2 separate regions of the Astyanax mexicanus genome follow, and region 1 is linked to region 2. A link is a contact called in public Hi-C data. All regions are on one chromosome and are shown on one strand. The core of a region is the stretch at or near the end of the contact, and the rest is flanking DNA. Distances in the headings are between cores, read along the strand shown. Region 1 overlaps ppp3r1b (protein phosphatase 3 (formerly 2B), regulatory s1ubunit B, alpha isoform, b). Region 2 holds the start of cnrip1a (cannabinoid receptor interacting protein 1a).

Evidence for each region. Hi-C and Micro-C count contacts between places; a contact is called where the count stands out from the background.
Region 1: a Hi-C map of muscle shows a contact between it and region 2, with 7 times the contacts expected there. The contact joins the enhancer-like site here to the promoter of cnrip1a in region 2. A contact is called at or near these places in 2 of 3 Hi-C or Micro-C datasets (blood and muscle).

Annotation. Positions count from the first base shown.
Region 1 is chr21:33,116,971-33,119,716 of AstMex3_surface, forward strand. All of the region lies in intron 2 of ppp3r1b (protein phosphatase 3 (formerly 2B), regulatory s1ubunit B, alpha isoform, b), which reads left to right. Among protein-coding and RNA genes, the nearest start is that of etaa1a, 32 kb to the right of the region's middle. Within about 2 kb of position 1,426, the one cell type or tissue checked has an H3K27ac peak away from gene starts, as active enhancers do.
Region 2 is chr21:33,073,417-33,076,116 of AstMex3_surface, forward strand. cnrip1a (cannabinoid receptor interacting protein 1a) reads left to right here and starts at 1,382. Exons shown (of 3, transcript XM_022674580.2): 1 at 1,382-1,710. The coding sequence starts at 1,532.

The DNA.
Region 1 (2,746 bases), core at 176-2,675, 44 kb after region 2:
CAGCTCTGTGCTAAGCTAACGCTGCTGCTGGTGCCGCTGGAGGTGATGATTTAAAACTGGAAGGTGTGTATACGCCGTTACTCGGCAACGTGTTGGCAGAGTGGTACAGGTTTAGTGTGAGCAGGCCGTGATGTTATCACATATATCATCACGGCTAGAACACTTCTCAACCAATCAGATTATGAGGTCGGAACTAACTGTTGTATAATAAAGAAATAAAGACTACAAGTAAAAAATAAATTTAATTAAATTACTTTCAACTTTTTTTTCAGATTTCTTGTATTTATTAAATATAGAGTAATAATCAGTAAAAAAGGCATAAACATTGGCTTTGTGTTGTGCATCTTACCTTCTGAACGTGCTGCATTCTTTTACCGCCAAACCAGTGGATTCTCCTTCTTGGACAGTGGATGTTCTCCAAAATACATCAGGACCTGTGGAATAACTTTGACAACAAAAGTAGGCACAGAAAAGTAACTCGATTTTCTCAAGCAATTGTTTCACCCATAATATGCATTTTGTTGAAGTAGTGTATTCTTAAAAAAATCTTCAATGTTTTGTCATTATGGCAAGACTATCATTACCGCAAAAATACTCTGAAATATCGTGATCTTACTGTACTGCCATATCAGCCGTCCCTGGTAGTCACTATCATTACCACCCCCTGCACTGCACCTGGTACACACATGATGCTTGCATCATGTCTCATTTTAAAGTAGTCTAAAAATATGCATATTTAAATGGAAAATTGTGGCAGTGCCAAAGTATCAGATCGGGACTCAAATGTAGTTAAAGGATTCAAATTTGAGAGCAAAAAAATGTAACTGGGACATCCCTATAAATAATACATTCATATTTATTATTATTTTGTTGAACTAGTATATATTTTTTTCTTTTATTGTTTTTGCAAAAGTTATACCTTGGAATAATATGTTCGCCCACCCCTAATGTGGCCAATATTTGGCACACATTTAGCCAATATTTGGCATATTGACATATATAAGGCACTGTGGTGGCCTCTCTCTATTAATAAAGTATGCTAGTAAATGTTTAGCCGCAGATGATGTTACTATAGGGTGGGTGTTTCTGATAAAATGGCCAGTCCTATGGGCTTCTATTCCGCAGTTTCACAGTAGAGTACATGAGGACATCTAGTGGTCGTTCTGTGCTATGACCTCTCCCTTCTGGTAGCTCAATTACATAATGACTATCTGTCCATATGCTGCTACAGGTGTGTGTGTGAGTGAGTGTACAGAGCTTAGCAACCCCTGTGGTGTTGAGGGCGGGGTAAAGCAGCAGCAGCAGTGTTGTTCCCCCGAGTTCCTCCTGTAGTTTAGTTAAACGCTGGCTGTGTGGAGAGATGGCAGGGGCTATCAGGCTGGTGTATAAGAAATCAGGTGAGACCCTCCCTCAGGTTGGCTGGCAGGGCGCGGCACGGTGTGGTGGTAGCGGGTATGAGTGTATGTGTGTGTGTGTGTGTGGAAGCTGAGAGCTGATCAGCTGTTTGGAAAGAGGATTTGATGATGGTAGATATAAATAAGCTGTGCTGTGCTGTGTGTGTTTGTGTAGGTAGTTGTAGTGGTCTGTGGTAGCAGGGAAAGAGGCACGAGACTTTTTTGTGGTAAAAGATGATTGTGCATGTTTAAAATTGTATTAAATTGTTTTCAAATGGCAGAAAATTACAGTGGTTTTCATCAGAAACACTTAAAAAAGCAGATTTATTTTTGGCACAAGCTATTTGCACTATTTCCAGCAGCTTGTACTATTTGCATCCAGGTTTACGTGATTGTACCATTACTAAAAAAAAAAACACTAAAGCATGTATTGTAGCATTGGTTCCAAATTTTGTTAAATATTTTAGTTCATTTATCCTGATATTTTAACCCTATTTAAAGAAAATGTGAGAGAATTCTTTGAAGGTTTTTGATTGACAGTGACTAAATAGGCATTTTACATTCTTAAAAAAGAAATCTTAATTTTTCCCAATTTTGCAACAAGAATCTCTCTTCACTTTCACCTAAATAGTATTAGAATTAGATGTTTTAGGTAAATTGGCCATTTTAAAAGCTAGTAAATTATTTAACTACATGCTTAATATTTATATAGATTTTACAGAATAAAAGAGGCTTGATAATAGGTTTAGCTACCACACTAAAATATATAGTGTAAATCCTGGGCTCTATCTAGGTTAGTGATTCTCAAAAATTTTCTATCATTCCCCACCTCAGAAGAAGGGGAAATTCCACCACGCCCCAACAAAATAGTAATAAAACTAAAACTCAATTTTAAAATGTTATAATCAACATTAAGTAACATTAATTTCTGTTTCTAAACCAGTAGGTAACATTATAACACCAGATACAACATTAACATCAATATTCAAAAATGCAGAAAATTGGCCTACTGATTAAATAATTGTTTAGTTTCTCACTTTTCACTTTAAAAATTTAGGTAAGGCAGGTAAACAAATGACCGTGTCCATCAGTGACTGCAATGAGCCTGTTTTGCACGACTCATCTTCTAAAAATGGGGTTGCATGCTTGATACTGCAACTCTCAGGTCATGCTCAACCTTAAGCTGAGATCTGTAATTAGTTTTCAGTGAAGTCTTTAGTTTATCTGTTAGCGTGGAATCGCCCTGTTGTACTTTGTACTTTTTACATTGTTCCTGCAACATTTGAAACATCCGGGGCCTTTGCCAGCCACCCCCTCGCCCCTTTTATTGGCAAAACAAAGAGGCCTTAAAA
Region 2 (2,700 bases), core at 132-2,631:
ATTTCATTCTCAGTCAATTTGGCTCCCTGCAACTGCAAAATGGTTGAGGCCTAACGCTGGCTGCGTTGTCTGCGTATGCAGAGCGGCGGCCCTGTCCATATGTGGAACCAACGTGGAACCCGTGGGCAAAACCTTCTGGATCCCATTAGGCCCTAATTGATTTTGACTAAAACACTTATATTGTTGTGAGTTGAGAAAATTACTACGTCATACGTTTTTTAGTATGAAAATTATTGAGATTTTGCTCAATTGCTCCATAGGAACTCATTCATTTTGGCCTCAATCTGGAGCGCCCTCAAGTGGCCAAACAAACCCAGAAAATATTGTTTCACAAGTGGTTGTTTTACCAGAGACTCTATAATAGAGAGGAGAATACCCACTTTAGAATGTCTTCTGAGTGAGATTGACCATAGAGGACGCTCCTGAGTGAGTCCAAAATGAATTGGTTCCTATGGAGCAATTGAGCAAAATCAGAGTTTATAAATATTTAATACTTTTCTTTATTGGCAAATGTACTTATTTTCTCAACACAGAACAATATCAAACGTTTTTTTTTTTTACTGAAGACACATCTTCAGCATCAGCTCTATCCATTGATGATTTTCTTAAATAATCTCTTTATTTTCATCTGTGGTTCATACCATCTTTCTTTCTCTCTTTCTCATGCATGCATCTTTTTCTCTTTGGTATCTGTCTTTGTGTTTCTTACTTTATATTTGGCTTTATTCTATCCATTTATTTCTTTTAAATAATCTCTTTATTTTCTATCATTCTATGTTTCTTTCTCTCTTTATCTTTTTTATTTTCATCAGTGGTTCATTAAATTTTTTTTCTCTATTTCTCGCATGCACCTTTTTTCTCTTTGATCTTTCTTTGTATATTATCTATCTATCTATCTATCTATCTATCTATCTATCTATCTATCTATCCATCCATCCATCCATCCATCCATCATCCATCCACCCACCCACCCACCAACCTACCTACCTACCTACCTACCAATCAGTAGATTAGCAGTAACGCTAGCATCTTTACTGCAAAAGACACGATTATTTAAGAAAAACTAAAATATGTAGGTATGTTTTCTTTGCTTATTTACTTAAATACTTAATTATACCTTCCAAAACTGAAATAACATCCTAGATAAGTAGTGAGTTACTATTTTTAATTAGAGTTTTTAGCATTTTAGCTCCATTCACTCCCATTCATTACGGTCTCCCTCGCGGGCTCCCTCTAGCGGTTGGCGGTGGTTCTCTGTTTTATAAACAGTAAACTCTTTATTAGAGACTCTTTGCTAATGCTTCTCTAGCCATTTTAAACCTGTCCTGCTCAGCCAATCACACCGCGGGACTCGCGGGGGGCGGGGCTTGCATGAAAACAGGTGGAGAAGGGAATAAAACCCCTCCTCCATCATCCAGCGTCGCTCCCTGGGACCTTCTGCCATCCCTTTAATTCTAGGGAACCCAGAGCAGGATTATTTATTTATTTAATTTCTTTATCTATTATTATTAATATCTGTTATTTAATAGCCATGGCGGAGGTTCCACCCGTCATTAACATCTCGGTGTCCCTGAAGATGGAGCCAAACGATGGGCCGGTGTTCTTCAAGGCGGACGGGTCTCGGTTCGGACAGACCAGGACCATAAAACTGCTGACTGGGTCCAAATACAAGATCGAGGTGGTGGTGAAACCGGGCAGCGCCGAGGCCACGTAAGAACAGCCGCACACACACTCATTCACTCTCATTCACACTCATACACACGCTGATGGTGAGCTGAATGAAAGATGTCGGGGTCCTGCAGGGCCTGGCAGTAGCAGGGAGTGGTGGTGTGGTGCTGATGCTGCTGTGGGGAGGGGGACACACAGAGGACTAAGACCTGTCTACTATATTTATACCCATATATTATATATTATGAACACAGAGCTCAATATATGCTGTTTTACTGTGTATTCAGAAGCTGTGGGTTATTAGATATACCTAGGCCTAGGTCTACATACAGTAGATCTAGGCCTTTATATGCTGTATATGGTGTATGTGTATACCCATATATGTGCACATAATATTAAAGCAGTTATGCTACTATTTTTATAAATGAAATAACCCTGGCTTTCAACACAGAGCTCAATAGGTAGTGTTTTCTAGTGTATTCAGAAGTGGTGGCTCATTATATAGACATACCTTTCTGTATATATGTGTATAACCATATTTATTCACAAATTTACAATAGTTTTACTATTAATATGAATGAAATAACCCTGGCTATTAACATAGAGCTCAATATGTAGTGTTTTCTAGTGTATTCAGAAGCGGTGGCTCATTCAATAGACATAGTCTTCTGTATATATGTGTATACCCATATATATTCACCATATTACAATAGATTTACTATTAAAATGAATTAATTAACCCTGACTATCAACATAGAGCTCAATATGTAGTGTTTTATAGTGTATTTAGAAGCGGTGGTTTATTCAATAGACATAGTCTTCTGTATATATGTGTATACCCCTATATATTCACCATATTACAATAGATTTACTATTAAAATGAATTAATTAACCCTGGCTATCAACATAGAGCTCAATATGTAGTGTTTTATAGTGTAATTTAGAAGCGGTGGCTCATTCAATAGACATAGTCTTCTGTATATATGTGTATACCCATATATATTCACCATATTACAATAGATTTACTATTAA